Linked DNA regions of Gossypium arboreum: region 2 is linked to region 1. A link is a contact called in public Hi-C data. All regions are on one chromosome and are shown on one strand. Each heading gives the region's core, a stretch centred on a gene start, on an enhancer-like site or on the middle of the called end of the contact. The rest is flanking DNA. Distances are from core to core; before and after follow the strand shown.

Evidence for each region. Hi-C and Micro-C count contacts between places; a contact is called where the count stands out from the background.
Region 2: a Hi-C map of leaf shows a contact between it and region 1, with 3 times the contacts expected there. The contact joins the promoter of LOC108480366 here to the promoter of LOC108482464 in region 1. A contact is called at or near these places in 2 of 5 Hi-C or Micro-C datasets (both in leaf).

What each region holds. Positions count from the first base shown.
Region 1 is chr1:98,751,527-98,755,957 of ASM2569848v2, reverse strand. It overlaps LOC108482464, which reads right to left and starts at 2,555. Exons shown (of 1, transcript XM_017785598.2): 1 at 1,645-2,555. The coding sequence starts at 2,526. The coding sequence ends at 1,774.
Region 2 is chr1:99,053,760-99,058,190 of ASM2569848v2, reverse strand. It overlaps LOC108480366 (probable ubiquitin-conjugating enzyme E2 18), which reads right to left and starts at 2,542. Exons shown (of 6, transcript XM_017783345.2): 1 at 2,402-2,542; 2 at 2,145-2,248; 3 at 1,936-2,038; 4 at 1,769-1,832. The coding sequence starts at 2,431.

The DNA.
Region 1 (4,431 bases), core at 1,306-3,805:
TATCTATATGGTAAGAGTTCAAAAGATAGATATTTTATATTTTTTATAGAAAAATTTATTTATATTTATTTAACTGATATTTATAAATATTATATGAAGTAAATCACAAGACAAATAATGAAGATTAAGTGGGTCTAAAGACCCAAGTGGATGGTGAGACTGGAATGATTTTAATTTTACGGATCACGAGACAAGGATCGTTTTAAATTTTGTACCGCAATATCCCGCCTGATTTACATCCCTAAAAATAATCAGTTTAATGCTTTGTATTATAGTTGCCGCTGTTGACAAAGAACAAAAGAGGGTAGGAAATTGTTGGATCATGATTGGCTAATAAACAAGGATAACCCCTCTTTGTTTTTGTCCCTTTTTCTTGCATAATGTCAAGGACAAGTAGATAAGTGCAGGCTACTTCATTACAAGGTAACCTATGTCCAATGCTATCCTAATATCATATCGCAATCTTTATTTTTTTCATTTATTAATATTTAGTATAACAATTACTACTTGTATCTTCAATAAATATAAAATGAAAATCGTTACTGTATAAATATAATAGAAAGTTATATTTTATTTTATTTTTATTTAAAAATTAAATAAATTAGTTCTTGTATAAAAATTTAAAAAGTAAATTAGTTATTTCATTAAATATTTTATCTATTTTATTATTAAAAACTAGATAATTGATAGAATAACTAAATAATAATATGTGACATATCACATATATCTCCTATTGACATATAAAACAAATTTTAATAATAAAAATAATAAAATTTGTAATAGAAAAATAATTTACTTTTAGATTTAATGTAAAAAATTAATTTATTTATTTTAAATAAAAATAAAAGTAGAAGTTTATGGGAACGCAATTTAAACATCGGAAAACCATAGATATACAAAGTTGAAAGAATCCGCCAGTCCGTCCATAAGGGCTCCAACCCCACTATGAATGCGAAGTTCCTGCGACCACCGACCAAACCACTATCGTCTCAATCTCAACCCTTCCTTTTTATCTCAATGGGTCCCTTCGTCAGACACTGAAGACCAAACCATGTATTTTTTATAGGAATTTTTAGCATTAGCCCGGAAGGTGAATGGAAATTCAATTGTTTCCTGAATTATTTTGTACTTGGACAAGGTTCAAAATTTTCAGCTTAATTGGTACTGATTTTCTATTCATGGCAAACTATGTTTTTTTAAGGTTTTGATATTTTTGTCTGAAAACAAAGAGGAAAAAAAAAAACCATGAAAAAGGAATTAGTAGAGCAAGATTTTACTCTTTTGATGGATACTAAAACCGGATTTAACATGTCAATTCAAGGGATTATGAAGAATAAATTTGTTGTTGTGGGGGCTTCCTCTGGATTTAACATGTCATATTCAATATACATTTATTTAGAATATTATTACTCCATTTTCATTTGAGATTTTCATGATTTCATAGTGTTCTTCCACTCCATGTTGGTATTAGTTAGAACGTAGTAAAAAAGAAAGAAACAGTCAAGCACGAGTTTAGAAGAATGAAAAAAGGAAGTTGGACTCCATGAAAATGATATAGTTGACTGAAATTCTATTGCAAATCTATCATGAACAATGAAAGCAACTTGTATGAATATGAATTCTCAATTATATGGGATTTAAAAATTGAACAAAGATGAGTTTTTATTTTTCCCAGAAAACCTGGGAAATATTATTCACTGTACAACTCAACAAGATTACAATCCCGAAACCTAATAATTCCCATCACTAATTTTTTGTGTAATTAATCCCCCGCTAATTCTTAACCACAATAGACATGCATTTTGTATAATGCGCAATGTTTTCTTGCATTAGGGCTTTCCTTCTTTCAGCAATGAAACTATCTACTTTTAACTGAAACTCTTCATTGCTCATCTCATGTATCGCTTCCCTTGCCGATTCTGCACTACAAACAACTAGTTCTCTGCCCGTTATTGCCGTCTCCGATCTTCTATACACCCGGCGGGGACGCCGTTTTCCAGATTCTGACACCACTGATCGTGTTCGTCGGTACTCTTTTTGCTTCACTTTATCAGTTGAAGTTATTGCAGGCTTCGTCTTCGTCGTCCAAGGTTGTTGTTTAATTTGTGAAAGCGGGCGTTTTGTCTCTGCAACATCAACCGCATTTTCCACCACGACGATTTGTTTGTCGAGCACGGTCGCCTCCGCGGGTATTATACTCCGGTGAGAGCACACGTACTCATCGTAGATACCGGAGCTGGTAGATTGTTTCTGGGTAGACAGAATATAAACAACAAGGATGATGATGTTCATAAGGATGAAAATGAAGAAAGGGTCATTAAGAGTGTTGATGTAACGTTGGCTAAGATCTCCGGCAACCTCGATGATGTGGGGAATCAAAGGGGGGGACCAAGACCATGATATCAAAAACAAAACCAACAAAAACCCCATATAGCGAAGACCCAACCTTAGCTTCCTCTCCATGTTGTATCTCCGCAAAGCATCTTCTTTCTCTGCTTTAACGTTGTCAAGTTCGAAGGAATCCATGTTTGTTTAACAAGAAAATGAGGGGGGGGGGGGGGAATGGGGGAGAAGGTTTAAGGTTGCTTTCTAGAGGGATTATTATTAAACAAAGAAACAGAGTTGGATGGAATCTGCTGGTACTTAATAATACAGGGCTTTGGAAACTTTATGATTTCAAATGGATTGGATGGGATTTATATATATACACGTTGAGTACTAGAGAGGCGGGGTATACTCGACACTAGTAAACTCCTTAAAAAACAAAGCATGGACCCACTTTTTAATATTATTAATGTATTAATTAACTAAACATGAAAATATTTCAATTTTGCTTCTCGGATAACTCTAACTCCACTGCATCATGACCAAGCCGTATTAAAAGTTTTCTCGAGAGCACATCCGGTAAAAAATATCGTTGAGGTTGTTTTATAGTGTTTTAAAAGTTTTTTATTAAAAGTTAATTTATATTTTATTTTTTTTACTTAAAAATTGAGCAATGTTTGGTGTATCATGTGTATTTAAATGCTAACGATATAGAGATTAGTTTTTAATAATAGAAATAGATAAAATTTTAACAAAATAATTAGTTTATTCTTTAATTTAATATACAAGGATTAATTTGTTTATTTTTTGAGTAAATGAATTAAAATACAATCTAAATTATAATATAAAACCTCTATAATACTTTTACAAATATTAAAAGACAAAGTGAGCGAGCTAAAGTGAATTATGTGAGTTTGGGTCCATTCTATTATTTTTTCATTAATATCTAATAAATGTTTAATCACTATTCACAATAAGAGTTTTACACATTTGAATGATAATGATATTTATATTAGATATTAATAAATAAAAAACAATATTCTATCTTAATCCGAATTATGTTAAGGTTTCTCGCACACTTACAAGATAGCCAGTGAAAGAAATGGAAATGGGTCCAAACAGGCAGACCCACGAGTCGGGGGGAGGTGAGATAGGTTAGGTGGTGCCACGCCGGAGGAAATACCATGGAAGGGCTCGAACGGGTCCCATGGTGGCACCAATATCCTAAGCTCTCGCACTCTTTACAAAAAGTAAAATGTGGGTCCATGCGTTGCTACATTTTCAATTACTTCTTTTAAATTGTGAAATTAATAGATTCATCATGCATTTCCTTATGGAGCATGAAACTTCCTAATATGTTCCCATTGGGATTAGTTGACATTTTGCAACACATTATCCAAGTTTTTCTTCTTTACCAGCTTACTTAGGTTTAGTTTGATTTTTCCTTAACAAATTTTGGAATGCATTACTTAGATTATTGTGTTAGAGAATATTTTTAATATGTCTATTAATTAGTTTTGTTTGTGAATATCGAATTAAGAAAATCAATAAAGTTGAAATGATTACATGATTCATATAGATATTTTTATGTTTATTTAAACTTAAAAATAATGTTATTAGGTGTGGTGTGGATAAATTTAAGATTTAAATTAAACTAATTTTTTAAAGGAAGAGTTCAAATTAAGTTATTACTAGGCTAAACCCCACCCAAGAGACCTTAGTAGTATAATGGGGTGGTTTGTCCTATTGATAAGCACCATTGAATTTTAGATAAGGGAGAAAAAGAATCTCATTTCCTTAAAGTGAGATCTTGAACGCATCAAATGATAAACTCTAAACAAAACAAAATTTTGAATCATATTTTTTAATAATTGTATTATATTAATCTTTTATCTTATTGTTTTATCTTATTATATTTTAATTTTAGTTTATACTAAAAATAAATTTCTAAACTAGATTAAAATGTATTAAATGAAACCTTTCATGATGGTTAAAAAGATTAAGTTTCGATTCTAAATTTGTAGTTATATTTACATTCCCACATCATATATATATATATATATATTTCTTCTAGACATAGGCTATTAAAGCATCATTTACCATGAA
Region 2 (4,431 bases), core at 1,293-3,792, 300 kb before region 1:
CACATATTTGCCGAAAATTGTTATGGGTCATGCTATCCTGGTATAGCTAACCAACAAAAAAAATATTCATGAACTCAACAGAAACTCTACAAATGGGAAGCCACATGCGCATGAAGCACAAACATCAAGGACACTTGCTAAATAAAATATAAATTGATTCACAAAAACCAGTATTGTCAAGGACACAAGGTGCACTCACAGTGCTTAGACCCTTTACATGGACTCGGGGACAAGCTGCAGAAAGCAAAAAAAATATCCGAGTGAAAGTAAAGCACAGTATGTGTGTGAATGTGGACTAATTTCTCTAAAAGAAGATTGACATATGTAGTTATTTTGGTTCAATATGCAAGATTTCCTTATGTTCAAGGTTTTCTGTTTGATTTTCAAATACTAAGAAGTAGAGTGTTTGATACACTCTCTTTATTACTAGTAAAGGTACATCTAATGAATGTGTGAGAAAAAAAATTAAATTAAAGAGAACTTCAATCAAGTAGGCCTTTCTTTTTTGCACCTATCGCCTTACAAAAAAGATTGCCTAGGTGCACCCAAATGAGGTTCACTCAAAAAGGTCTAAGGCGCTTTTTTTGTCTAGTGCCAAGGCGCAAGCACACCTAGGCACACGCCTAGACAACACTAACAAAACAATGCAAAATAGATTTCTTAATGGCCAGGAAGGTTGCAATTAATCAACACCTAAAGAAAGAACAGTTCACACCAGAGTGCCATATTCAAAGTCTTCATGAAACTTTACCTAATCATTAACACCTTGAGGATCATGTAAAGCCCAAAGACACGAAAGACAAACTTTTAGGACAGACCATATTTTACTTTCTTGTGTGATACATACAACATTCTAGATGGTCAAGACTCATTCATGGCTATGATGAGTAAACTGCTCAAAACAAGTACTTTGCTAAACAGTTAGTCGCATTAAATGCAAAAGATGACCAGCTCTCTTAGACACCTTCCAGTAAATATTTTTCTCCTAATTAATATTTCCATTAGGTGACCAAGCAACCTCTCTTCAACATCTTCCATAACTAGTAATATGCTAGAACAGAGCATCTCCAAGCATAGGACAGCGACAAAAAAACTCATAAACTCTCTAGCAAGTCACCTCTGAAAGAAAAACATGGGGAGAAACTTATCCTCTATCAGTCTAGCAATATAATATACTAGACATTTCTGAGCAAATCTTAATATACTCTCAGGCTCACAGCTTGACTAGAAAAATGAATGATGGAAATGGCAACATAACACCATAAGTGAATAGTTCCAATATAAATAGATGGCTCAAGAACTACTATGAACAATGATATAAGATGCTATGTCGATTACGTAGTTAGTCTTACATCCAAGGAAAGTGCTAATCATACACAATACCAATGGAACATTAAATGACCTCCCATTTATGCAGATATCATTTATCGAAATTTATCATGACAATTTGAACTGTAATTTACAAATACCACATGACTAATGGAAACACTGTATCCATAAAGGAGAGAGGGTGTCAAGGAACTCAAAGCGATATGTCAAAAAAAGAACCAGTACAATTATGATTAGAAATAATCATATCACGTTCTGCAAACTTCTCAAATAAACATTCTCCATCCGCTGTAAACATCACATATACCCCAAGCAGTGAGATTAAAAAAGACTAGCTGTTCAAGATAATTGTAGTTAGATACAAGTAAAACAACAAATTATCCTCAACAAATCACCGAGTCCAGCAATGATTAACGGAAAAACAAACCCTATAAAATACCTAAACAAATATGTCCATTGCTATAAATGTGAGGATGTAATGGCGAAGGAGGAATGAAAATCACCTGCTCAATCAACAAAAGAATACCACAATCTCCATTCATAAATCTTCAATTCCACTGTTTACTCAGAACAAAACAATAAGGAAATGGAAAGTAAATGAGGTACCTGGGGTGCCTCCATAGGATAATGCTCAGGAAAATCAACCTGAAGCTGATAAGTTTCATTAGCATAAAGCGTTCCAGGGGCTCCGTTGACTTCGATTATCCATCTTTCCATCGAAAATAAAAATCCAAATATTTACAGATTAAAACCCCTCTATTAAAAGAATTATCCAGAAAAAGTTAATTAAAATAGCAAACAAAAAGGAAAAAAACCTTTGGAGATTATCAGTGACTTTATGCTTGAATCCAGTGGGTGGATTAACTTGCCATTCCACTAATTCTTTCTGGAGTCTATTACATGCGATCTTGCTTAAAGCCTACGAAAAGCATACTCCAAACAAAAAGAGTAAAAAAAAAAAATCAAACAAATAGAGAAACAAAAAAGAAAATAAATCAAAAGAATTGGCGGACGCAACCTCAACTAGGGCAGAAAGATAACATAAAAATTCTTTTAGAAAAAATATAGAAACCTTGCGTGAATGAGCGGAGGAGCTAGTCATGGCTTCTGCGCGAGCAAGCTAGAGAAAAATGAAAAAGGACGGTGCCATCTGCTGTAATTTATATACTAGGCCCAGTCTAGCGCTGTAAATGTCAATTATTATTGCTCGAGAATTTTGGAGAAAAATGTCAGTAAATCGAACAAAAAGGCAGTGTAATACGGTAAATTGGTCGATCAACGTGGCATGGAGAGGATTGGGTGCTACACTGTATTGCAACTTATATTTTCCTTAAATTCAATTACTTATATTTATTAAAGAAAAACACGAATATGTTAAAAAGTCTGTGGAATATTCGATATTACCATAATTAATTCTGCTTCATTTTCAAAAGTAATTAAGCAGTAGTTGATAAGTTTCTTTTATAATATTAATATTGATTTTTTCATTTTATAATAAATTAATTAAAACTTATCACATATTACTTTTTACTGTTTTCAAACCTACGAAATTTGAATTTGAAATTTTATATTTAGATAATGTATATATTATGGATAAATTAGTTGAGACTCAATACTACATCCCGAAAATTGAATTAGTAGAAACGGACATTAGATTGTGGGCTCAAGAGAAAATCAAGTTTTATATCTTAGAAATTAAAATAGGATAAAATAAATAATTAGTTAATAATAATATCAATAATAATTAAATTAAATATTAATGATATCAATAATCGGGCATTAATAAAAATTAATAAAGATTAATTTGAAATAATGGTTAAAGTAGAGGTTAAATGTGTAAATTAAGACTAATTATTAAAAGAGAGTTATTAGAACAAGGGAGAAATAGGAGAGGATTTAGAGGGCAAATAGTCCAATTTTTAAAAAAAGCATCTTTTATATTTTCTTGGCATCCGAACCCTCTCTATTCTTTCAATTTTGCAAAAAAATCACTCTTTCTTCTCCAATTTCTCACCTAAACTTAGCTTGTTTTTGCTCAATGGTGCAAATTCGTGGACTTTTTGAATTAAAGGCAAATCTATTGTTATCTTATGTATTAAATTTTTATTAGGTGTTTTTAATTTGAATTTTCATAAATCTAAGCAAGAAAATTAAAATTTATGATTTTAAAGATATATTTTGCATAAAAATAGTGAATCTCGTAATAAAGAGCTAAGAAATGTTTTTAAAATAATTTTTAATATATTTTAACGAGATTAAGAGGTTTACAAATTCAATTTATCAAAATCTTTAAGTAATTGTATAAATTAAATGGTTTTTTTTTAGAATGAGGATGAATGGTGGTCTTTCGAGAAAAATAGTGTCTAGTAAAATTGAGTTGAATTATCGGCCTAGATCTATAATTAGAAACAAGTTAAGAGGTTATGAGGTAGAAATTAAAGATTTAATAAGTTAAAAAGAATAAATTAAGCTAAATAAATTGTATAAAATAAACCGAATAAGTATGTCTGACTCGAGAGCCGTTGTATGAACACAAAGAGATAAGTTAGATTGTTTTCGAATGCTTAGTAATATGTATATTTTTGTGTGAAGTTGAAAACATTAGTGAAGCCTCAACAAACCGGGATAAAGGCAAGCAAAAAGTTGTCTAATTCGACGAGCCGTGGTGAGCTATAGATGAGTGCATTTGTATGTCGTGTTTTAGCATGAATTGAGAAATCTAGAGAGTAGAAGTGTGGCTTGCGAACCCCCACTTATAGTAAGCAAACCTTGACTTCTTTCTTATACAAATCCTTACAATTTTAGTTAAATCGTTGAGTATATACACAAAGCGATTTTATGGTACAAAATGCATGAACTTATAATATACATGGGCTTTATTCTATATATAGTATATAGTAATGGGTTTTAATGTTTATATATAATATAATATACATATGCATATATATATATATATATATATATATATTATAAGTGTGGGTTTTATTGTATAATATATATTTATAGGTTTTGTTTTATCTAATATATATAAATGTATATGAGAGTTTTAATGTATGCTAAAGTTGATGTGACAAATGTCATTAAATAGGTATGTATATATAT